Linked DNA regions of Mus musculus: region 1 is linked to region 2. A link is a contact called in public HiChIP or PLAC-seq data. All regions are on one chromosome and are shown on one strand. Each heading gives the region's core, a stretch centred on a gene start, on an enhancer-like site or on the middle of the called end of the contact. The rest is flanking DNA. Distances are from core to core; before and after follow the strand shown.

Evidence for each region. HiChIP or PLAC-seq counts read pairs in DNA pulled down with a chosen protein or histone mark.
Region 1: a contact with region 2 is called in a PDX1 HiChIP or PLAC-seq map of a beta-TC-6 cell line, with 6 times the contacts expected there. The contact joins two enhancer-like sites. A contact is called at or near these places in 9 of 484 Hi-C or Micro-C datasets (embryonic stem cells, group 2 innate lymphoid cells, liver and 3 more) and 1 of 115 datasets of contacts at active chromatin or transcription factors (a beta-TC-6 cell line).

Annotation. Positions count from the first base shown.
Region 1 is chr11:81,541,005-81,545,024 of GRCm38.p6, forward strand. It overlaps a transcript of Asic2 not described here. Among named protein-coding and RNA genes, the nearest start is that of 1700071K01Rik, 31 kb to the right of the region's middle. Within about 2 kb of position 2,362, at least 6 of the 459 cell types and tissues checked have an H3K27ac peak or open chromatin away from gene starts, as enhancers often do.
Region 2 is chr11:81,238,230-81,242,174 of GRCm38.p6, forward strand. It overlaps a transcript of Asic2 not described here. Among named protein-coding and RNA genes, the nearest start is that of Gm42084, 20 kb to the right of the region's middle. Within about 2 kb of position 2,267, at least 16 of the 459 cell types and tissues checked have an H3K27ac peak or open chromatin away from gene starts, as enhancers often do.

The DNA.
Region 1 (4,020 bases), core at 1,112-3,611, 300 kb after region 2:
CAGAGGCCCAGGGAGAATACTCAAGTAAGGTTCAACAGCTGTCAAAGGGCCACTGCATCTGGTATGGTGCTCAGCTCAGTTCTGCTGGGTTGAAAAGGCCAGGGCAATAGATGGCCATGTGTGAGTGCCTGCTCTCAACTGAAAGGTGGCTGCCCATGCTCAGGGTGAAGGGTGTTGATTCCTAAGGAGCCCCGAGAGCTCCTAAAAGAGGCTGGGTCAAGGCTGTTTTCCCACTGGAAAGCTTCATTCCTTTGGCTCCTGTCTCAGCAGGAGGGACTGAGCTCCACAGGGACAGGGCAGGGCTGGGACAGGCATAGGAATTCTGAGGTCTTGTGGCTGTAGCAGAGAATCCTACAGCAGTAGGTTTCGGGAATGGTGAATGCACAGCTAAAGCCAAAAGAAAATTCAAGGGGTAAAGGATTAGGGCAGGCAACAGGAAGATGATGGGCATGCTGTTCTTGATAAGAATCCATTGCTAATGTTTAATTAAATTGGTGTAGCATCAACCTGCCTTCTAAATATCTGTGCTCATATCCACAAACAAAAGCTGCTCTCTGCCTTCACCAGAGACACTGACCCTTATGATGAAGCAATGAATGGCTAGAGCAGCAGCTGCCCAGGATGCTGAAAATAAGTGGGGGTCTTGAGCTATGCCCTAAACAAGACATCCACACCATTACATCTAAGGCTCAGAAAGCTTTGCAGAAAGCGTGTGAAATGCACAAGAGCCAAAGATATGGTGAAGGGCTGTGAATATCACTCTCTAAATTCAACGCAGCTCCTGCAGTAACTTACCACTGTCCACAGAGTTCAACCATGTCAACAATCAGCCATGGTCAGACTAGGGATTCAGGGACCGCTGCTCTTTACCACTGAACTATTGACTAGTGATGCATTCTTAAAGAGGGACTAATCAGCCATCTCCAGTCGTCTAGACCCTGCTGAGCCCACACAGCTCCATTGAATAGCTCCAAACCCACAGCCATACAGCCTTCCCTGGTTTGACTCATTTGATCTTGAAACACAATGACTATAGACATAAATATGTAAGGTTGTCTAAAACGAATTAATAATTACAACAAATCACAAGGTATCCAGGACAGCATAGAGCCTAGGATTCTATAGGTGATAAACCTGAAGCTGAGATGGAGTGAGACTTAGTTTACCATGAGAATTGGGTATGCAGCAATTTCCCAGCTGTGTCAAATTTAACTGTTTACAGTGTCCGGTAGGTCTACCTCAGAACATACTGTTGACAGTCCATCTGTGAACTCTCTCCATCTCTACTTCTGCTCATCTTGTTGGTAGGTCATCTGACCTTCGGGGACTTTTGGAAAGAACTTCCTACGTTCTCTGTAGGGAGCCTCGAGATCTAGGATGAGGACAACTCTAGTCAATAACAGATGCAGTGGTTCCTTCCCTTTCATCTCTGAGGAACGTGTTCTTCCTGCCTCACTCTGCTGTGTGTCTATGAGAGTTGTTCTTCCTTGTTGCACCTCCAGAAAACTAGGAAGCACACCCAAGGAAGACAACCTCCAGTTGTAGAGCCAGAGTACAACATTCCAAACTGGATGTGGTGAGCTGGGATTTGTGGGACTGTAGTAGTAGCATCGGTGGAGTTAAATCAAGAAAAGACGGGGGTTGGAAAAAGAAACCCCAAAAGCAGTCTAGCTGAGATCATGACTGACTTATAGGTGACATGCACAGACCTTGAGGTCCCCCAGACCTGTTTAAATCTTGACTCCCCACTAAATGTGTGTCTCAGGATGACTAGGTGCCCCTCCCCCCAACTCTTGGTTTTCTCATCTACAGCAAGGTCAAGAGAATTGATTTCTGCATAGTCTTGTGAACACTGACTAGAATAACATTGAAAACATCTAACATGCAATATTCCCAAAGACAGACAGCAGGTACCTAATGTGAGTTCTTTCTCTATCTTCCCCAGGCTCATCCACAAGCCGAAAAAGGTCAGTGCTGGCAAGGTGTGACAGACTCAGAGACGGACATCTGGTGGGACAAGCTCATACAAGTGCTTGCTTGTCCCCTAAGAAAGAGGCAAGAATGGACCAAAAAGGAGAGGAGAACTAGGGATGACAAACCACATCTCATGTACCCAGCAGAAAATCCTGCTGTCTCTACCTTGACCTGCAGAAGGTCTGGCCCTGCCTCTCCCTGCCTCAGTGGTGAGAACCAAAGATCATTTATAATCATCCCCCCTGAAGTCCGCCTAGCTCTCTATCTACCAGGCTACTTTAAATTCCCTTTCACCTTGGCTCTGGGTGGCAGATGCCACAGGAAGGCTCTGGACCGCTCATGAGTCATCTCCTCTGCAGTGGAACAATAACAGAATAATTATCTGCTGGTGTCATTTGCTACGTTTGGTAGCAGGTCCTGTGCCCAGGGATAGTCATGGCCACAGCCTCTCTAATGACCTGGATAGCAGAGAAAGAATGCTATTATTCTGTTTATTGAGAATTAAAATAAATCTGGTCAGAGGAGAAGCCATCCGCTATTGGGCTCGTCCCAAAAGCAATTACCTGTAATTCTGCCGCTTCAGGGAAGTGAGTCACTAGTGTTTGAGGACCCAAACCATTACCCGCAACCAGAGAAGGCCCAGAGGAGATTAATCAGAATATTTTTCACAGGACCACATCTACCTCACCTCCTCTCATTTTGAGTTCAATTTACAGCCTACATAGCCCTTTATAGGTGCAAAGAGAGGGAAGTGTGTGTGTGTGTGTTTGGGGAGGCATGGGGGTTAATTGGAAAATTCTGCAAATCACCTTTAGCAAAGGGAAGGCAGCCCGCTAGCCTGTGTGCTCTGGTGTTTCTATCTCTGGCTGAGCTGTATTTGGGCTCCAGAGGACTTATTGTTGGTTTTGCATATTTGTGTGTGCTTGAATTAAAGATATTTAGGTAATGGATTGTTGTTCCCACCTGGCTCGCACCAGGATCCTCTGCCAGGATGTTGCAAGACAGCCTTGTAAAAATACTGGACTGCAAATCATTTTCCTTAAGAAAAATAGATAAAAGGGAAAGAAAGGTCTCTTAATGTTACACCTGCTCACCAGGTGTATCTACCAGGGTAGATCAGTGTCTCAGCCCCATGTCTTCAAATGACCTTTGTACAGAGGTGGTGTGCTTGCTCTAGTGGTAGGGAAGAGGTCGGCATCAGAGCCAGGGTTTGGAAATACTATAGAGCCCACAGCCGCATCTGTGCTCTGCGCTGGCAGCATGGAGCTATTACTGCCATGATTTTGTTTACAGTGGCTCAAATGTCAACGAATCATCTGTGGGTCCGTTTATTTTGAATGGATGAGTTGCTTTCTTGATCACTCTGCTCTAGCAAAGGTTACTGTGTGTAAATCCGAGGACTTTCAGATAACTGTGTTCGGCATACTGATACCACTCAATATGAGGTTTATCTGTCCAAATGTCCAGTTCCTAGAGAGGGAATTCAAGATCCTGAAAGTTGCTTTGAGGGACCTAGACTGTGCCCAAGGTGGCTACAGGGAGTGTGTGGCAGTGAGAAGGGCAGCAACCTGTCTAATGGAGCTCGTAGTGCTATGATTGTTAACGTGAGAGATGCACAGCTGTTCCTGTCTGTACAAAGGTCATTTGAAGCCATGGGACTGAGACACTGATCTACCCTGGTACATCCTGCTGATGTGCTTGACAGGTTATGGAAGCATTAGAATGTGGCTTCTCTTTGGTACCCAAAAAGGAGCCTGGCAGAGATCCCTTGCCAGTATGTATACCCAAATAAGATCTCCATGTGCTGTTTTTTTTAACCCTGTCTTCTTTAGATTAGATTTCTGATTGTGGTGATGGAAGGTTCTGAAGCAGCCCTGGATTTTACCCATCAGGTTCCAGTAAACTCCTCCAGCTGTAACAATCAAATGTGTCCCCATGACAAGCACACAGTGATGAATAATTCTCTTTCCCCCATCCTCCAGGCATTTCATTATCATGTATGCTCTGAAGGTGGCCAAGCTGTACCAATGCTCTGTTTTCCTACAT
Region 2 (3,945 bases), core at 1,017-3,516:
TTCATACCTCATTGCCTGCATCCACTAATCTGTGTCATTGAGGTAACAATTTCTGTTTTTGCAACCTCGGCTTCTCTACCTGCAAAATGGGTGAGATCATGGGTTTCTCTGGGCCAGTGGATAGAAGGGAAAGATGTAACAGGCACTAGGAACTCTTGCCAACTAAATATACTTTAAAATTTGCTTTGGGCTTGTGTGCGAAGACAGACGATGGAGAAATGCGCCTTTTGCCACAGAGTGTGCTTGCTCTTCCTGGGAATGAGCTCTGCTGGGACTCTAATCCTCAGAGATTGGGCTTTAGGGCTTTGGGAAGATTGCTTCCAGAACCTCTGAAATGTTTCAGAAATTGAAAAGAAAAAGTGACTGTGTGTGTGTGTGTGTGTGTGTGTGTGTGTGTGTTTATTTGTGTGGGCTACAGGAGCGATGTGACGAGGGGTGCCGAGGAGACTCTGACTAGTCTAGGTGGAGGGTGTATGTGGAAGGGGAGCCACGCCTTTAAGAGCACAGAGGGGTGCCGAGGAGACTCTGACTAGTCTAGGTGGAGGGTGTATGTGGAAGGGGAGCCACGCCTTTAAGAGCACAGAGGCCCTAGGTGAAGGCCAACTTCAAGAGAAATGAGGCCACAAAAGGGCACTTGTGAGGAGGACTTACCACCTGACTCTGACCATTCTGTTCCTGAAGAAGATGGAGCTGAAGTGAGCGAGTTGGGTGCAGGGAAAGCTCCTGCCTAGAAAAGCTATGCTTTGGAGAACAGTAGCAGGCCTTCGTGCTCCCTGGGATCAGGGTTCTGGGCTGGCACTGCCAAGGGATGTGAGTGTTGAGGTGAAGGGCAGCCGGCATTAAGACAGAAGCACCGTGGGGCTTCCAGCTCTGTTGTTCCCTGCAGAAGAGTCCCTCCTCTTCTCTCCCCCTGAGTTTTTCTCTGATCTCCATCTTGTTTGGGTTTGAGCCTGGAGCCTGTTTCCATTAGTGGAGTCCCTGGGGCTCTGGCGCTTGCAGGACTAGGTAAGAGTGGGAATTCTCCATCAGCAGAGACAGAACAGCTTTGAAGATGCAAAGGCAGAGCTGGGGCACATGGCAGACAATCTGCTTCATACTGAGAAGGAGCCTTGGAAAAGAGGACACTGTGTCCCTAGATCCTGGAAACAAGCTTTGAAACAAGATCTGTAGGGCATGCGGTAGAGACAGCCAGAAATGCTAGGGACTAATGTTTCAAATGCTAGGGAAAGGGGAGGGGAGGTGGGGGTAGGGTCTTTCCTCTAAGCTTGAGGTTCTGTGGTTCAGAGCTGGGGTTCAGGAAAAAGTCTAGACCTTCTGGATATTCCCATCCATGCACCTTCCTGCGTGACGCCAGGGTATATAGTTTACTGACAGATGGTTTTCTTCTCAACACCAGGCATCTTCAACATGCTTGACATGGCATTAAGCACTTTTACATAGAAACCTTCTTTGTTACTTTGAGCCACAGTCCTCAGGGCTGTGAAGAATTTTCTCTGTTTTGCAGATGAGGAAACTGGACCCCAGAAAGACCAGAACCTGGGAGACTTTGTTTCACTCTATTGTAAGAATCCAGGAGCCAAGAACCAGAAACTGTTCTTTTTTTTTTTTTTTTTAAACAAACCAAAAAAAAAAAAATCTGTATTTTAAAACAGCCCTTAGGTCATTCTAAAACCAAATCATTAGTTAAATATTGATTCATGCCACTGTTTATTAAGTAGATTTTCTCTGGTGTCTGCCGTGTCCCAGGCACCATGGAGACTGTAGATATGAAGCAGTGACCAGAACAGCTGGAGGACTTTCCATTCCCCTGAGGGGAGATGATGAAAGAAGTGAGCGAGTAAACAAACACATAATGTGCCGTGCTGGACAAAGCTTCGTGATCGGTTAGAAAACAAGCTGGGGGGGGGGTGACTGTGGTGTAGGGAGTGTTTGCTCTTCTGCAGGGTTCATCTGAGAAGGCTGTAACCACTGATACACTGACACCATCGGCCTGGTGGGAACCAGGGTATGAACTGTAGGACTGAGAGATGGGCTCTTGGCAGGACATGCCTTGCATGTTCACAGACTAGGGAGGGGTGCGTGGCAGGAGCTGAGGTCTGAGCTGGGAGGGGGAGGAGGGTCAGAAAGTCCCTTGTGTGCCGTCGTAAAGACTTTGCTTTTATGGTGCATCATGTTTTTGAATCAATAAAAGGCCCTGATCTGTGAGATGGCTATTTTAGGATGCTTCTGGCTGCTGCACTACAAGTGGACGGTAGGGGGCGCAAGACAGAATGTAGGAGACCAGTTAGGAGGTGTTGGAACTCGCCAGCTGAAGTGATGGAGACTTGAACATGATTGAGAGCAGTGCCGGTGATGGGAGGAACACAGATTATTTTTGAGTAAAACTATTTGTTAGTGGAAGAATATAAGTTAGGGAAGAAGAGAGGAGTAGGAAACAGATGCAAGGATTCTGTTGAGTAACTAATTCAGTGTTGGGTAGCAATTTACTGATGTGGGAAGATGGAAGGAGAAACAGATTTGGTTTTGTGTGTGTGTGTGTGTGTGTGTGTGTGTGTTCAGAATGTGGCCATGAGATTCATATATATGTTAGAAGTCCACACAGAGGCTGAAGATGCAGACTGCTTCATGGGTCTGGAGTTAGGCTGATGTCCCAGCTAAGGATATAAACCTGGGAACTGTTAGTATATGCGTGGTATTGAAAGCTAATAGGCCTGATGAGGCTCCCTAAGGAGTGAGGAAAGGTGACAGGTGATGATGGTGTCTTTGGGGAGTCTAGTATTCCGGACACTGAAGAGGAGTCAACAGATACACGGAGAGGAATGGTGGAAAGTGCTTCAAAGCAAGGTGAAGAAGACATTTCAAAATGGGAAGAAGCAGTCAGGCTTTCAATGAAGTCTTTTTACAGAGATGAGCACCAGCTATAGCATTTAACAATATACAGCCCATTGGTCTCATTGGTAAGATCTGCCTTCATACATTGAGGTAGGGGTGGGTGGGGCTTGTCGGTGAAATTCCAAGAGAACGAGGAAGAGGAAAGCATTGCATCAGTAAGTCTGAGAGGCTTTGCCCCAAAGATGCACAGACAAACGGAACAAGAGTCAGAAAAGGTAGTTGTAGGCAGCCGGGCGCCTAAAAGATGGCGCCAGCCTCCGGTACACCGTCGCTGTAAACAACGCCACTGCGCAGGCGCTAGCCCGAATCTGGTGCCAACCCCTCCCAAGCGGGTGCATACAAATCAAAGTGCCGGCAGACTGACCAATCCCAGGAGGACACATAGCTCTCCGCAGTGCTGGGGTGTATATAAGCAGTCCTCCCTGGGTTTCCGGGGTTCCAGTAGCATCGAGGTGTTCCTGAAATAAAAAAGGCTGTTGAGAAGAATCCGACCGTGTTGCGTTTTTTCTTGCTGGACGAGGTGAGCGCAACAGGTGGTAGCATTAAATTATATATTTTCACATTTCATTTCTATCAGTTTCTTAGTGGGAGAACATAGAGACTCTAAGCATAGGGGAATGAGATGGTAGCCAGAGGAAAAATGACCCTGCACAAAGAGGGTTTAATTCCTGGGGTGGGACTTTCAACTGTGAGATCTGCTGTCAACTCTGGACCACTTCCTTTTCCACTTGTCCTACAGAGGAGAGGTGGTGCTGAAAGGAGAAGGTAGAAGTGAAGGCACAGAGAACCTACAAGACCCCTTAGCCTTCTAATAAGAAGAAGAGCATTGGCAGCCCTCCAAGTGTGAAGGAACCACCTTGTAAAGGGCAGTAGCAGCAACCTAGGTGGTGACGGCGGCTAACACAGATTCAGACAGGGATTGCCTTTCCAGACAGAAGAGTGAGTAAGCTCAGGCCATGAATGAATGGAACTCCAGAGGCTCTACACCAACTACTAAAAACCAAAACAAATCAAGACAAGATGACCGTAAGGCACTGGTCCAATCCAAAGCCA